3 separate regions of the Sus scrofa genome follow, and regions 2 and 3 are each linked to region 1. The links are chromatin contacts, called in public HiChIP or PLAC-seq and promoter capture Hi-C maps. All regions are on one chromosome and are shown on one strand. Each heading gives the region's core, a stretch centred on a gene start, on an enhancer-like site or on the middle of the called end of the contact. The rest is flanking DNA. Distances are from core to core; before and after follow the strand shown.

Region 1 (5,165 bases), core at 1,242-3,741:
AGAAGAGCAGTCACTTTCAAATAGAGGAATGAGCATGAGGAATGAGTGGAAATAAGACAGCAGTGGGAAATAGCCTTGCAATTGGGAGGAATAATGAGCCACTGCTTGGGAGTGAATAAGAGTGGGTAATTCAAGACAGTGAATACTGGTGACAGGTACGTGGTTGGGAAGATGGAAGATAAGGCTGGAATAACAAGTGTGACCACGTCATGGCAAGCTTGAAATGCCAGACTAAGGAGCAGTTAGGAGTATCCTCATTTACAACAATAAGGCAGCCAATCAACACATTAGAGCACCAGAAGTCAAAACAAGCTGAATGGGGAGTTCCGACTAGTATCCATGAGGACTCCGTTCGATCCCTGGCCTTGCTCAGTGGGTTAAGGATCCAGTGGTGCCATGAGCTGTGGTGTAGGTCGCAGACACGGCTCAGATCCTGTGTGGCTGTGGCTGTGGGGTAGTCCGGCAGCTATAGCTCCAACTGGACCCCTAGCCTGGGAACCTCCATGTGCTGCAGGTGTGGCCCTAAGAAGACAAAAAAAAGCTGGAACTGGCGCAGGGGAAGGGTTTGGGAGCAGTGTGTGAACCGGGCTCCAGCGCCTGTAGAGGCTGTACTGGTGCAGAGCTTGGTAACCAGAGCTCGCCGCACTTTTCTTTTTCTCCTCTTTTTTCGGCTGCACCTGTGGCATGTACTTGTGCTTCAAGTGTCCAGATGGTCCACGGAGGGAAGAAGCAAGTCTCACCTGTTAGTCGTCGTCATCGTCATCCTCTGGAACGAAGATGTCATGTTCTTCAAGGAGAGCAGCAAAGTTCTTGCTGATGAGCGTCCCGACGTAGAGAAAGGGGATCACGATGGAGAACACGCGGAGGAGGCCGAAGGACATCTGCAGAGGGTCAGAGGGGTGGCTGTGAGCGGCAGAGCCCACTCTGGGAGGGCCACAGAAGGCCTGGCCCTCTCGGGGGCATTCCCTCCCGGGGACCTCAGACCCACTGTAAGCAACTTGATTTTAAAGTCCTTGGAAAAATTGAAAGGAAAATAATTAGGAGCGATAAAGTGACTTTATGGCCATCAAACTAACACTGGAAAGAAAAGTGCAAGGTGCTCTACAGACAACTAAAAATCAGGGCACAACCTATTAATTGCCTGCAGATACCTATAAACCGACGAGAAGGTAATAAGCACTGGAGGAGGGAAACAGTTCAGCTCTACCTGAAGACAAATACATGAAAACAGATGGCAAAAGAGAGAACACGTACAGTGAAGGGGTATTCTCTACAGTTCTGTACGAAACCAGTTCTCTGGTGCAAGGGTTTTTTTGCTCCCCACCCCCACCCCAGGTTGTGCTTCGGTGAAACAACCTCGAACTCACTTGTCTACCTGAGCTTGTGTCAGCCAAACTAGCTTCAAAAGAATGAGTTTTGTAACTCCCACACAGCCCCGAAGTCAAAAAGCAAACTTGTCTGGTATAAGGGACTGTTCCTCTTTTACTAGGAAAACTTCCAAGGGTGCCGAGGGCGTGTGATGACACTCGCGGTGGGGAAAAGATGGGACACGGTTGTGGATTGTAGCAGCCTGAATCTGAACTCAGCTGCTAGCCTCGGGCACTGGCTTCACTACTTGGATCCCTGATCCCTCCTTTGTAAAAACACTAATTGTAACGATTCCCTGCACACCTAATCACATGAATTAAATTACTAGGTCACAAAAAGATAGAGTCTCTCCCACGTACCCTTTATTTACAAAGTCCTTCCACAATTCGTTATTTCATGCCATCCATTCTCTGAAATAGAGGTTACACGACCTGTGTCTATTGGATACACAAAGCCGAGTCTTGTGGCTCCCGAGAGCCTGGGCACCGCGCTCCTCACGACGCAAAGTGCCGTCCTTCGCAGCTCTTACCCCCTATCTTCGGTCCCCCCGCACCCAGCTCAACGCCAGGATCTAACCCGACCCATCTCCTATTTGTCAAAGAAATTAGCAGCGCATTAGCGCAAAACTTTGTCCTTGATCCTCCTTCGGATCTAAGGCGGTCGTGCGACTGGCCTTTGCGCCTATCAATCAGCGTCGACCCGCGCACACTCCCACATGATTGGCCTCGGCCCCTTCGCCCCGCCTCCAGCCCGACACTCACTTTCACCGGTTTAGGCAAAATGGCGCCGCTGCGAGTAACGATGACTGACCTCGACGGTACCAGATTCCGACCTGGGTGGCCCTGTCCGGCAGCGACATCACCCCCTTTCCTCAGGCTCAGCCCGCTCCGGAAAGCCCCAAACCGGACAGGTGCCAACGCCAGCCAGCGAGCCGCTCGGGACGCCATCGCCCAGCTCCGCCCCTAGCCTGGGCCCGGACCCACCGCCCCGCCCCCGTGACACCCTCGGGGAAGACGCCGCCGCGAGCCTCGCGAGGCCTTAGGTATCAGACGCGAGGTCCCGCTCTCAGACTTGCGCAGTGCGCCCAGTTCCTGTGGCGCTGCCGAAAGAGGCGTTCGTCCCCGGCCCGACACGGTGACGTCACGAGGATGACGCGGAAGACCCGGTAAGCCCTCGTTGCGGGCCTGGTGGGCAGGGCCGCCGCACGGGATTCGTCGGTGGGAGGCCTTAAGAGTTCCGTCGTTGTTCTTGCACCCAGGACAGCCAGGGCTTGGCAGGGCAGGTGATTGTTGAAATGAGAAATCACTTATTTGAACTTCAAACTATTGTATTTTTGAACACTTTAAAAATACAATTCAAATGTATTACTCGTGCTACATGAATGGTTTTGGAATTTTATTGCATGTTATAGGTTTAAGTAATATATAGCCAAGTAGAAAAATATATCTGAAAAAAGGGGGAAATGGGAGCTTTCAGGCAAACTGGCTGTGCAGGCGACTGCTAAAATCAACTTGAGCCAAAATGGGTAATAAAAAAACATGGTGTTTTAATTATATAAAAAGCACTGTAACAGTAAGAAAGATAACAAAAGCTTGTAGATTCTGTGTATAAACAAGGTGCAGTGGGCTGTGGTGCTCCCATACAGGACTGGGAAGACAGCTTCCTGGGAACCAGCCCTGGACCCTGGGCAGCATCTGATCCTCCTGGACCTAAAAGGCTCTGAGCCAAAGCCTCTAGGCCTAGTTAGGCCCCCACCTAGGGGGACCCCAAAGGGAGAGAGGCTAAGAAGGTGGAGATTGTGTATACTGGGGGAGGGGATGACGAGACCAGGTTCTGCATCTTCCATCCAGCCATTGCCACTGTACCCTCAGGGTGTCAGGCTGGTCTAGCCTCTGGCTCTGTCTGCCCAGCCACCGGGCATCTCAGAACAATGGATGATAAAGGAAACGCTTGGCTCCATGCTGGTGAGAGTAGGTGGTCTTGGCAGATACACACTGGGTGACAAGCAAGGTGGTGAATGAGTTCCTAGGGGGTTTCAGGAACAGGAACACCTCTTTGGGAGCCCAGCCAGGAGAGAAGAGTTTACCACAGGGTGCCAGGAATCCCATGCCTGAGTGCCTAGTATGCCCAGAACAGAAAACCAAAGTAACAAACTGGCTTCCCCAGGGAGCCTCACTGCCTCTCCACTTCTTTAGCTTCCAACTTGGCAGCCGAGGAAAGAGTACAAGCAGGATTTCTGCTGACATGTAAAAGGTACTGGCCCCTCCTGAGACAATGACAAAGCACCATCTGTACACAAGGCAGCCAGGGAAAGATGGGAGTCCTAGTACTTTCCGAGTAGAATAAATCCCTCTTTACTGGCTAAAGGCCCTCTCCCTCCAAAGAGCCCTGTCCCAGTTGCAGAGGGGGAGTCCCCTGCACAGTCTCCCACCACTCAGGATGAGCCAGGCCCCAGAGGCCGTTGTGACACGGTCAGTCCACTTTCTCAACAGTGTCAGTCCCTCAAGCCAACACTGCAGCCAATTTCTGGTGTTTAAATGTACAGGAGTCTCCTCATATTGGAAACTGTCTGTAGTATCATGTGTAGGTGAGAGGCAGAGCAGCCTGGGGCCATGTAATATTCCCCACTTCCTCCATTCTATTAGTATCCCCTGAGCCAGGGGCAGTCCAGCGGAGTCAGGAGACCTGGATCTCGCTCTGGCTGCTGAGCAAGCCACCTCCCCTCGCTGGGCCTCAAGAATAAAACGGATTGAAAATAATGATTCCTTAGTCCCCTGCAGGCATAGGGGTGGATTGGGAACCTGGAGAAAACCTACAGAGCAGGAAGGAGCGAGCTCTCCTCAAAAAGGAACTTTAGGAGTTCCCTGATGGCTCAGCGGGTTAAGGATCCAGCATTGTCACTGCTGTGTAAGTTGGATCCCTGGCCCCGGAATTTACACATGCCACAGGCGAGGCCCCCCCCCCAAAAAAAACCTTCAGAAACCAGTAAACATTAAACTCTTGAACAAGGACTGGCCTTGGTGTCCTGACCAGCAAGACAAGGGCTGAACCTGAAGGGCCAAGGCTCAGGGCCTGTCCTGTTGCTCATGTTCTGGCTGGCTCCCCTGGGCTCTCTGCAGCCACACCCGCCTCAGCTCCATAATCTCCTGGCCATACCAATCATGCAGGGTGGAGAAGCAGGAGGTCTCAGGGGACACAGGGCTCTGCCCCCTGCCTAGGAGGAAGTTGGCAGGGCCCTGCAACTCCCACTCCGCCATGCCCCGCCCTGTGGGCCTGCTGCCCCCTTCTTCCACCAAGCCCAAAGGGCTGCAGTCTCTGGAGAGGGAGTGGCCATTCTCTAGGCCGGGAGACCAGTGGGCAGGAGCCTGAGGCTCGAAGCGCCTGGGAACAGCCTTCCAGGATGAGCGGCGATGCAGGTCCAGTCTGTGGCGGGCATCACGCAGTTGGCTCTCCAGCTCGCGCACCACCAGACGCATGTAGCCAAAACTTGCCCTGGACAAGGCCTTTACCCAGGCCTCTTGGGCCGCGGGCCCATCCGCTGCGAGCAAGTGTGGGCGCACGCCAGGGGCGTTGAAGCGGATGGCAAAGGCGAACTCCTCAGGCACGGGCGCCTCGGCCAGCTCCACGGTGCAGCCCTCCAGCACCACTAGGCTCAGCGGGGCTCGGCCCTCCCGACTCTCGAAGGAGAACAGCAGGTTGCCCTTGAGGACAAACCAGCACCTTCGGCCAGTACCACTGGGGGTGGGTGGAGTCCCCGTGCCCCCCCAAGTGCGCAGGAAGCCCGTGTGGTCTGCTGG
Region 2 (5,165 bases), core at 1,066-3,565, 400 kb before region 1:
TGTCCCTGGGCCTCACACATCCTGGGACAGGCTTGAGTTCTGGTGGGCAGGGAAAGGACTCAACCTGGGACAACTAGGCCCTGATGGCCCTTCTCCACACCAGGGACTCTGCCGAGCACTTGGCACACATTAGGTCTCCTCCTTCCTGTCCTCGTCGGGAGGATAAGATTGCTGTACACCTGCCTGAGCCCACAAGAGGCTGTGTTCTGGAGCTGGGAAGAAAGGCCTGATAGGACCTGGTCCGTGGTCTGCCTCCTCATCTGTAAAATGGGTAAGCTACAGTGATTCTCCACCCTCTCGGTCCCAAGGCCATTTTAAAATAACATTTATAAGAGCGCTTTACTCTTCTGAAGTGAATTCGGCGCTATCACCTATCCACACAGAATTTTAAAAAAAATCAACACAAAGCTTCTACATTATAAAAGGGGGAAAAAAAAAAGGAAAGGAAAGGAATTTCTAAAATGCTGCACATTTCAGCATGTAAAGGCCCCCGGAAGCCGGATGGGGAGTGGACATGGGTCCCTGGGCTTGCGGCTCCCAAAGCAGCGGCGCCTCCCAGCTCCAGCCACAGGGGTGCGGTTCTCCCTGGCGGGGCACAATTCTTGGTTAGTTTCCAAACAAGGCAGGACCCAAAATTCCTTCAGCTACAGCGCAGCTGCATCGCTGGCAATTCCATGTTTGCTCACATCGGGCAGGAAGTCCTGCACGTTCACACAAGAAATGGAACAGGGAATTCCCTTGTGGCGCAGCAGGTTAAGGATTCCTCGGCTTGGATCATTGTTGTGGCGTGTGTTCGATCCTTGGCCTGGGAACTTAGACGCCAAAAAACAAGAAAGAAAGAGGGAGGAAGGAAGGGAGAAAGAAAGAAATGGAGTGAAGCCCTGGCTCAGAGGACTGTGAGGGGCCCTGCCTTCCTGGCGTATTGGCAGCGTTGGGAGGACCAGAGGGCTGTCCCGCCCCAGTCCCCGCCTTCACGTGGCTGGATATGTTGTCCAGACAACCAAACACACCCCACAAAGCTCCGAAATGCCCCTGGCAAAGGGCCGCCCCACTGACAATCAGAGAATTAAATGATAGCAGCTAACCACCCTACGATTGCAGTAGTTTAAGAAAAAATTTTAACTGACTTCTCTATACTTCATTTATTTCGTGTGAAGGCGTGATAGGCCTTAACTTCTGCAGCGCCCTGGTCCCTCCTGGTTCCTCCCGCCAGGCACTGGGTCTTGGCCTCTGCACCTCTAGGAGGGAGCACTCAAGGGTCCTACTTTACTGCTGAGACAAGGAGGACCAGCCCGCGCCCGGTCACGGCTGCGCAGGGGGACCTGGATTCCCCTCCTCAGGCGGGGGCCCAATCCCAGACCCTCCGCCCTTACCAGCTCATTTCTCCACGGCCTTTCTGATGCCAGATTTTTCATCATGGTGGGATAGTCTGTCAAGAGCACGTTGGACTTAGTAAATAACAGCAGTAGTAACTCACTGGGCACGAAGTCCATGCTTGGCACCGTTCTAAAGGGGTTGCACGTATTTTTTTATTGACTCCACAAAGACATACTGAACACCTACCTCATGCCGGGGTCAGAAGTGGAGGCTGCGATTGCATCAAGGAAAAGGCAATTCCACGTGGCGAGCACCTCATTTAATCCTCGCAACCGCCTGTTACTTGCCCGACTTTCCAGATCAGGAAAAACGAGGCACAGAAAGGTGACGCGATTTGCTTCTGAAGACCGCAGAGCCTAAAAGTGTCTACAGTTTCCGCCCTACTTGCCATTTTTTTTTTTCAACCCCAACAAAGCAAAAAACGAATCAGTTCCGAGTTCAGGAAATCTAATAACACACAACTACTTAATCCTCCATGTTCGTCAAAGTTGGTCTGCTTTTCAAGTGTAAAGGGGGACGGGCAGATCGCAACTCCCAGGCATCCCGCAAAGTAGGCGGGTCACCTTAGGGGCGACCTTTACCCGCTCAAAAATTCGTCTCACATTAGCAGTGAGGACTCGGGCGTCACCCCGAATCGTTATTTTCCTTACTCATAAGTTTAAGGCATAAAAATGTAAACGTCCATACTTCCTAGGTAAGGAATCCCATTCTCATTAGCCATACGGTGAATATAAAAGTTGACCGTTAAACCGAGAACTTCATCCCGCTGACGTTTGTCTTACTCATTTAGTTTTTCATATCTCCTTGTATTTTATTTGGTCCTCGGAGAGGGTAGGAAACGACAGGGATACGACCCCCCGTATGCAAATCAGAAGCTGGCCTCGCAAAGGCTCACGGGGAGAGGCCCGCCTCTTCCGGCCCCTGCTCGGCCTAATCTGTCGCGAGAGTTCGTCAGCCGAACGCCGGAAGCCGCTAGTTGCTCCACAGCGGCCGAAGGGGCGGGCTCGGGGGCCGAGGGACCCTGAGGTGCTCGCGGCCTGCTCGGCGGTGCAAGATGGCGGACATCTCCCTGGACGAGCTCATCCGGAAGCGCGGGGCTGCTGCGAAGGGGCGGTGAGTAGCCTTTTCTCCTTTCGGGTTTCAGGGCCTGAGTCCTCGCGGGGTTCGCGCTGAAGAGGGAGCGGCCCGGGCGCGACGCGGAGGGCCGTCTGCGCCCGCCCCCTGCCGCAGCCCCGCTCCTCATTGGCCGCGCCGCCGCCGCCGCCGCCGCGGGCCCGGCCGCCAGGCCGCCCACTGGCTGGAGGTGCCGTCGCTCCCGCGGGCCAAGGGAGGCCGGAGGGGCCGCAGCCGCCGAGGGGCCGCGCTGCGGGGCTGGTGGGAGCGGCGCGGGGGGCGGAGGGACGGGCCGTCCCCCGCGGCCCGGGATTCCCGGGGTCGCCCCGGCGCAGCCCCTCCTCTGAGGAGACCGGCGCTGCTCCGCGATCCCAGCGCGGCCTTGAAGTTAGGACGACCGAAGTTTGGCGGGGCAGTGGCTTGCTCGGGCTCTGCCGGTCTCTACTGCCGAAGCCGAGCCCCAGCCCCAGAGCTGGTCCAGGTTTCCAAGTCCTGCGCCGGCTTCGCGTCTGTTTACACCGCCCCCCCCCTCCCGGGAGCGGTATTTCCGAGTCTGAGCGCTCTCGGGCCCACACGGTCTCATTAGCTCCTCTGGCCGTCCTGTCGGCCAGCCTTTCGTGCTTTCCCCGTTCTGCAGACAGGGCGCTGGAGGCTGGGAGAGGTGGAGTGACTGCCCCGAAGTCCCGGAGGGCTGAGACCGGGACTGAAGGCGCGTTCTGAGCTGGCCGAGGTGGCCTCAGGCTTGGGCAGAAAATCAAGGGAGATGGGGCTGGAGGGTAGCTGTTTGCTGATGGTGCTCAGAAAAGGCGGTTCTGTATCTGGGTGGCGAGCCCCGGAGACGACGTGCAGCTCTGAGACCGCCCTCCTCTAGACCCTCGAGTACGGTTCGTCGTTTCCAGCCTGTAAGAACTCCAGTTCACCCGTATGGAAAAGTGGGAGCTTTGGCCCAGAGTTTTCCAGCACACGGAAAATTAGCTCGGATGTCCTTGTAAACGGCCAGGCTGTTCCATACTGTTTTCTCAGACAGTCATTCACTCAGTAGATGTTTATGAAAAGTGCCTGTGACCAGAAAATAGAGTCTCTGCCTTACTATCCCCCGACCCTCAACACATACATCCATCCACTACGTTTGCCCCCCAGCCCCACACAGTTCACCAGCCAGCATTTCATCTGGCTTCTGGTTCATAATAGGCACACAGCATTAATTTCCTCTCCCATTATCGGTGAGTAGTTCTTCCCTAGGTCTGCCAAGAACTGGTGTGGACTTGGGGCTGGTCCTCTGGCCATTTCCAGACCCATCCAGGTTTCACAGGTTTGCTGGACAGATGCTGAAGGAGCCAGCTTCAGGACAGGTGCTTCCTGCAGTCACTGCAGGCGGTCTGTACTTTGGTGTCGATGCGTGCAGAGTCTGTGTTGGCCGTAGGGTAGGAATGCAGGAAAGGGAAGACAAATGGATGCATGGGAAGAGCGAAGAGCGGGGAGTGTGCAGCCAGACAGACCTGGTCTCATGGTAGGCCCTGCTGTTGGGTTCCATGCTTCCCCGGTCAGATGACTTCTGAGCTGGTCGATCTCCTCATTTGCAATAATGGTTGCTGGTAGGTGCTTGAGAAGATTGCATATGAGAATGTAGGAATGTATATTTAAAAGTTTGTACCAGGTTGTAAGTGTTCAGCAGATGACCTTTCTTTAAAGAAGCCCAAATCCCTCCTCCCAGGGGACATAACAGGTAAGCATTGGGGTCCTCGAGTCAGACTGCCAACTTTCAATCCCTGCTTCTCCCATTTTTCATATGATCTTACAGAAGTTGCTTAACCATTCCATGGCCTCTCTTTCTTTTATCTATAAAACATGGACTTTTGCTTCATTAAGTGTTTTCAGGACTAAGTGAAGTAATGTATCTAAAGTACTTTAAAAAATAAAGTACTTTAAAAAGCGTCTGATGGATACTAAGTGCTCAAGAGATGTTCGCCACCGTCGTCATCATTATTGAAGGTTTTTAAGTAAAGAAGTAACACGCAATCTCTTGAGTGTGAAAATATTGCTTTGCTAGCACATGAAGACTGGATTGGGGAAGTGTAGGCAAAGAGACTAGTGTAGAAGAAATTGGACTGCCTCCTGTGTTTGGGTTAAACCTGCTGGAGACTCCATTTTTATTTTACTTGCACAGCCAACAAAACTAGATTGGGGCGGGAGGGTTCCCTGTCAAGGACTGTGAAAGATCTGAACAAATATCAGTGAACAAGTGTCCTTTCCTACAGTATAAAATGCTATTCTACATGCTTCCTAGAAGAAATCGCCTTACTGGAAACTTTGGTTTAAAGTTGCATAGGTGTCCCAGGGAGAACTTTGTGCTTCATAATTTTAGGAAGAACCTGTGAGCATCTCAGAAAACTTCTTTTCTCTTCTTAGTGCAAATAGCAAAAGACTGAGCCGAAGGGAGTGTAAATACCCTCTTCCCACTGGTGGCGGAATGTGCTTGTTCTTCAGAGCAGCCATTCTGTTTTGTGTTCATCCCACTGTGTAAGTCAGGAAAGGTGTCTTTATTGTCCTTATTGCCTGGCCCCCGGTTAGTCATCAAAAGGTTGATGGTTAATATGAAATGGGGGGGCAATTTTTGCGGTACTTCAGCCAGGCCATGATGAGGTGCTGTCCTTTCCCACATACAGCACATTTCT
Region 3 (5,165 bases), core at 1,925-4,424, 320 kb after region 1:
CATGGCTGGCCCTGCTCTCACAACCAGCTCCCCTTAACCCACTGGGCTCCACTACTCTTTTCCCAAATTCCTTTTTGCTTGCTTTCTATCAAAGACCTTTAAGTGAAAGAAGAACTTCCTTTGGATCAGGCACAGTGCCAAAAGAGAGGTATCCAAAGTGTCCAAGGCAGCTACAAGCCCCGAACTCATAAAGCTCTCGGTGTGTTTAGAAAGGCAACCATTGAATAAAGTCAAGGCTGACAAGTGCTGCAAAGGGCAAGTACAGAGGGCTTGTGGGTCCATCCAGCAGGGGCAATTACCTGGTCTGGTGACCAGGGAGGCTTCGCTGAAGAGGTGATGAACAGGAGTCAGCTAAGCGTAAGAATGGAGCACATCACTCCCGACAGAGGGTGATGGATGGGGTTGGGGAGATTGGGGTGTGTTTGGGGTAGAAAAAGGAGGTGAGCGGGGCTGTAACATGGGGATGAGGAGGGGAATACTGGTGGAGAGGGGCCTAGTAAGCCATGGCAAGGATTTAGGATTTTAAACACAGAACTGTGGTAAAACACATTTCTAAGACAAATTGATTCTGAGCATATGTTGACATTGATTAATTTACTAGCAAGGGACAGAGCAAGATACAAAAGGGTGGCTGGTTCTGTGAGAACATGGAAACTGAGTTATTATATAGTTGGGGAAAAGAATTATGGAGTTCCCATGGTGGTTCAGCAGTAATGAACCCGACTAATATCTATGAGGACATGGATTTGATCCCTGGCCTCAAACAGTGGGTTAAGGATCCGGCCTTGCTGTGAGCTGTGGTGTAGGTTGCAGACGAGCCTCAGATCCCATGTGGCTGTGGCTGTGGTGTAGGCCGGCAGCTGTAGCACTGATTGGACCCCTAGCCTGGAAACTTCCATATGCCATAGGTGTAGCCCTAAAAAGCCAAAAAAAAAAAAAATCAAAAAATCATATGATGACAACACATCTATGACTGTAAATTGGAATAAGGTTCATTCTCCAACAGCGATAGGTCCAATTAACACGTAAATGGATCCAAGCAAGCTGAGGAACAGGGACAGGGTCTGAATCCCAGGTTCTGCTCTTAAACAGGAGCTGTCAGTGAGAATCTCTTAATTGAAGACAAATTTAATTCTTTGACAAGTCATAGATTTGCATGGATAAAGTGTGCAGGGGAGATTTTTTTGTGTAATAAATGTTCAGTCCTGGAGCTGATTTTTTTATTTTTTATTTTTTGTGTGTCTTTTGTCTTTTTAGGGCCACACCCATGGCACATGAAGGTCCCCAGGCTAGGGGTCAAATCGGAGCTACAGCTGCTGGCCTACACCACAGCCACAGTAATGTCAGCTCCTAGCCGCATCTGCAACCTATACCACAGCTCACGGCAATGCCAGATCCTTAATCCTCTGAGCGAGGCCAGGGATCGAACCTGCAACCTCATGGTTCCTAATTAGATTCGTTTCCGCTGCGCCACTATGGGAACTCCCTGGAGCTGATTTAAACCTATCCTGGTGGGTTTTCAAGCAGAGCAACCAGATGTGGTGGAAGTAACCCAACCCAATAGCCAACAATTCCAGGGTTCAGTTCTGGCTCTGCCCCTTCTTCATCCTGTGACTGTGGACAAGCAGTTTCCCCTCTCTGAGCCTTAGTATCTGTAAAATGAAGGGGTTGATCTGCAAGATTCCTAAGGGTCCTGACAGGTCCCTACCTCTAGGTTTCCAAAGGAATAAGCTGGAACTGGTCCATTATAATGCTCTAGTTTTGGCTGGATCCAAATGGTCCCAAGATATGCCTGGCATCAGGTGAAGAGAGAGGAGTAAGGGCCATAAGTATGGGGAAGGACCTCTTGGAGGTGGTGAGGCATGAGCCTAGCCTTTAAAACATGGAGATCTGGAGCAGCATAACGAAAAGAGCAGCGTGCTAGGCCAGAAGAAAATGGGCGTCCGAGACATTATCAAATTCAACCCGACAGAAATGCAAGCCCATCCTCAAATCTGCTTTTCTTCCTGAATTCCCTACTCAATAGACTCCATTTCTGATGGACTCCACTCTTCATCTGCGGCATGTGGAAGTTTCCAGGCTAGGGGTTGAATCAGAGTTGGAGCTGTGGGCCTTGGCCACAGCCATGCCAGATCCAAGATGCTTATGCGACCTGCACCACAGCTCACCACACTGCCAGATCCTTAATCCACTGAGCAAGGCCAGGGATCAAACCCGAGTCCTCATGGATATTATTCGGGTTCATTACCACTGACCCACAAGGGGAACTCTTTTTTTTTTTTTGGCTGCACCCAGGGCATGTGGGAATTCCTGGGCCAGAGATGGAACCTGTGCCACAGCATTGAACCAAGCCGCAGCAGGGACAATGCCAGATCCTAATTAACTCGCTGAGCCATCAAGGAAGTCCCCAACCAGAAATTTCAACAAGGACATCTGAATATGAAGAAAAACATTTAGGGGAGTTCCCTTGTGGCTCAGCAGGCTAAGAGGCAGCATTAACACTGCAAAGGCTCAGGCCACTGCTGTGGTACATGTTCCATCCCCGGCCCAGGAACTTGTACGTGCTGCAGTGCGGCCAAAAAGAAAGAAAGATAAAAAGAAAAACATTTAGGATTATCCATCATTATCTCCATAAATTTCCTTTACCGGTATAGGGTCAAAAATATGATTTTAAAAGCACAAGAGGAATTCCCGTAGTGGCACAGTGGAAAGGAATCCGAGGTTGCCAGTTCAGTCCCTGGCCTCGCTCAGTTGGTTAAGGATCCCCACGTTGCCTTGAGCTGTGGTGTAGGTCACAGACGCGGCTCGGGTCTGATGTGGCTATGACTGTGGCGTAGTCCAGCAGCTATAGCTCCCATTGGACCCCTAGCCCCGGAACCTCCATATGCCGCGGGTGCGGCCCTAAAAAGCAAAAAAAAACAAAAAACAAAAAACAAAAGAATGTGCTCAAAAATAAACTAGCAATGGAACGACGACTCCATTGAAACTCTTTGATTTTTTTTAGAAATGTTCAATTCACTGTTTCTGCCAAGTATGTATAGTAGAATGACAACTTTTTCTTTTTTAGAACATGATTTTTTAAAAGCAAAATGTGATCCCTCGGCCAGAACTCAACTCTTTCCCCGCCGGGGCCCCTTAAGGAGCGTGACCCCGCCTCTTGGTGACGTCACTTCCGCTTCCTGCCGCGCGCGAGGCCATTTCCACTCCTCTACAATTTTCCGCGGTGGTGAACGTTCGCGCTCTGACGTCTCCTGTGCTCCTAGAGGAGTGACGGACACATCGGCACCGCAGCCATGGTAAGAGCGTGCGCTTGGCCTAAGGGCCGGGAAGTGGGAGACTCGGGTTCGGTTCTTTCACTAGTTGTCCGGGGCTGAGAACGTGCGCGGTCTCGCCCAACCCGCCCCGGCTTAGAGCTCCGGCGGCCGCGCAGTCCCAAGCTCTGCCTTTTCTTCTGGTCCGAGGTTAGAACTCTGGAAGCCTCAGGTTCCCAACTGCTGTGAAAGGGGTGCTTTGTAGCAGTCTGTGCTCCCGGCCAGAGGCGTGCGGTGAGCTCAGGGGCAGAACCCGACCTGGGAGAAAGACCAAGAGCAACCCACGTGGGAAAGAGTAGAAAGTTAGGTGAGAAAACTTGGCTCCATGTGCTTTATTTTCCTTTTGTGGGGGTCGCTAGTGGAACGCTGGATTTGGATCATCCTCCCCTACCCCACTTCCCTACTGATGATGTTCAGGAGAAGGAGGTCTCCAGGCGTCCATGCCTGGTACCCGCCGCGAGTTACATGTGCCACAGATTAAAGGACCTTTTGGTGTTTGGAGGCTGTGGGAAATGCGGAATGACCCTGAACCCAGACTGGAATGCAGGAAAGACTCCTGCGAGGCGCTAGCCTCAGAATCAGAAGTCCTAGTAGCACCACGTGCGGTTTCCCCAGAACTCTCGTTGTTCAACTTTTTAATCGGATTGTGTGGCCTGGTAGCTAGTTTGGGTTGGCACTTAGTAAGGAGAGAAGAGTTGGTAAAGCACTTTCACTTCTATAATGAGGTTTAATCCTTTCAACGGATCTTGGATCCCAGCAGGTATCTTCCCAAAAGGCTTCCCCCCACCCACCTCATCCCCATTTTGAAGCTAAGTGTCTGAGCCTAGAACTTGAAGCTTCTGAACCACTACTCATCTTCCGCCGTTCCGTGGACAGTTTTGTAAAGTTTTGGAATTGAGTGACCTCGGGTCGAAGTTAAGAATAATTTACTTCAACTGTAAAATGGGATAACAATGTAAGGGGATTAAATTATGTGATGTAATGCATGTTACACACCTAGTCCTAATGCTTGGTATGGAGAGAATGAGCACTTGCTATTTGTTGCTAAATCAAAACCTTTCAGATTTCATATTTTTTTATTTTTTGGCTGCACTATTTTTTGGCATGCAGAAGTTCCTGGGCTAGGAATTGAACCTGCACTACAGCCCAAGCCAGATCCTTAACCCACTGTGCCCCAAGCAGACTCCAAAACCTTGCAAATTTTGGCTGTCTGGTGTACAGGAAGATAAAAGCTATCAAGTTAGGGATTAAAGCTGCAGTAGGATTTTATTCATTCACTCATTTAATTAAAATTTGAGAAAGTTAAAAGGTGAGGGAGTTCCCATTGTGGCACAGCAGAAGCGAATCTGACTAGTATCCATGAGGATGCGGTTTCATCCCTGGCCTTGCTCAGTGGGTTAAGGATCTGGTGTTGCCATGAATTGTGGTGTAGGTTGCAGACCTGGCTCAGAGCTGGCGTTGCTGTGGCTATGGTGTATGCCAGCAGCTGTAGCTCCGACTGGAACCCTAGCCTGGGAACTTCCATATGCCATGGTGTTTGGCCCTAAAAAGCAAAAAAAAAAAAAAAAAAAGGTTGAAAGGTGAATGAATACACAGTAAGCAAATTTCAGTTGCTATTTATAAGCTGGATAGTTTGGCTTTATAGTTGAGCAAACTTTTTATTGTTGTTGACTGGCTTCTCTTTGATCATTGTTGGGGGTCCAGAAGCCTCTCTCCCTTTCTTGTGTGTTTGATGTTTATAGAGAGTTGAGAATGCTAATTTCCAGATATGGGGTATTAGAAAACAGCAGTAAACATACCCGACATTTATAAAAGTACATTTATGAGGAGTGGCTGGAGTTAAAGTTTTGCTGG

The links. Promoter capture Hi-C pulls out the DNA fragments that hold promoters and counts their contacts. HiChIP or PLAC-seq counts read pairs in DNA pulled down with a chosen protein or histone mark.
Region 2: a promoter capture Hi-C map of liver shows a contact between it and region 1, with 2.6 times the contacts expected there. The contact joins the promoter of POLDIP3 here to the promoter of SMDT1 in region 1. A contact is called at or near these places in 2 of 5 promoter capture datasets (fetal skeletal muscle and liver) and 1 of 2 datasets of contacts at active chromatin or transcription factors (alveolar macrophages).
Region 3: an H3K27ac HiChIP or PLAC-seq map of alveolar macrophages shows a contact between it and region 1. The contact joins the promoter of SNU13 here to the promoter of SMDT1 in region 1. A contact is called at or near these places in 2 of 5 promoter capture datasets (fetal liver and liver), 1 of 47 Hi-C or Micro-C datasets (heart right ventricle) and 1 of 2 datasets of contacts at active chromatin or transcription factors (alveolar macrophages).

What each region holds. Positions count from the first base shown.
Region 1 is chr5:6,568,879-6,574,043 of Sscrofa11.1, forward strand. It overlaps SMDT1 (essential MCU regulator, mitochondrial), which reads right to left and starts at 2,492. Exons shown (of 3, transcript XM_003481528.3): 1 at 2,130-2,492; 2 at 741-881. The coding sequence starts at 2,315. The coding sequence ends at 744. It overlaps FAM109B (sesquipedalian-2), which reads right to left. Exons shown (of 3, transcript XM_005663774.3): 3 at 2,750-5,165. The coding sequence ends at 4,434.
Region 2 is chr5:6,172,128-6,177,292 of Sscrofa11.1, forward strand. POLDIP3 (polymerase delta-interacting protein 3) reads left to right here and starts at 2,316. Exons shown (of 9, transcript XM_021091426.1): 1 at 2,316-2,490. The coding sequence starts at 2,432.
Region 3 is chr5:6,887,840-6,893,004 of Sscrofa11.1, forward strand. SNU13 (small nuclear ribonucleoprotein 13) reads left to right here and starts at 3,175. Exons shown (of 3, transcript NM_001190226.1): 1 at 3,175-3,296. The coding sequence starts at 3,294.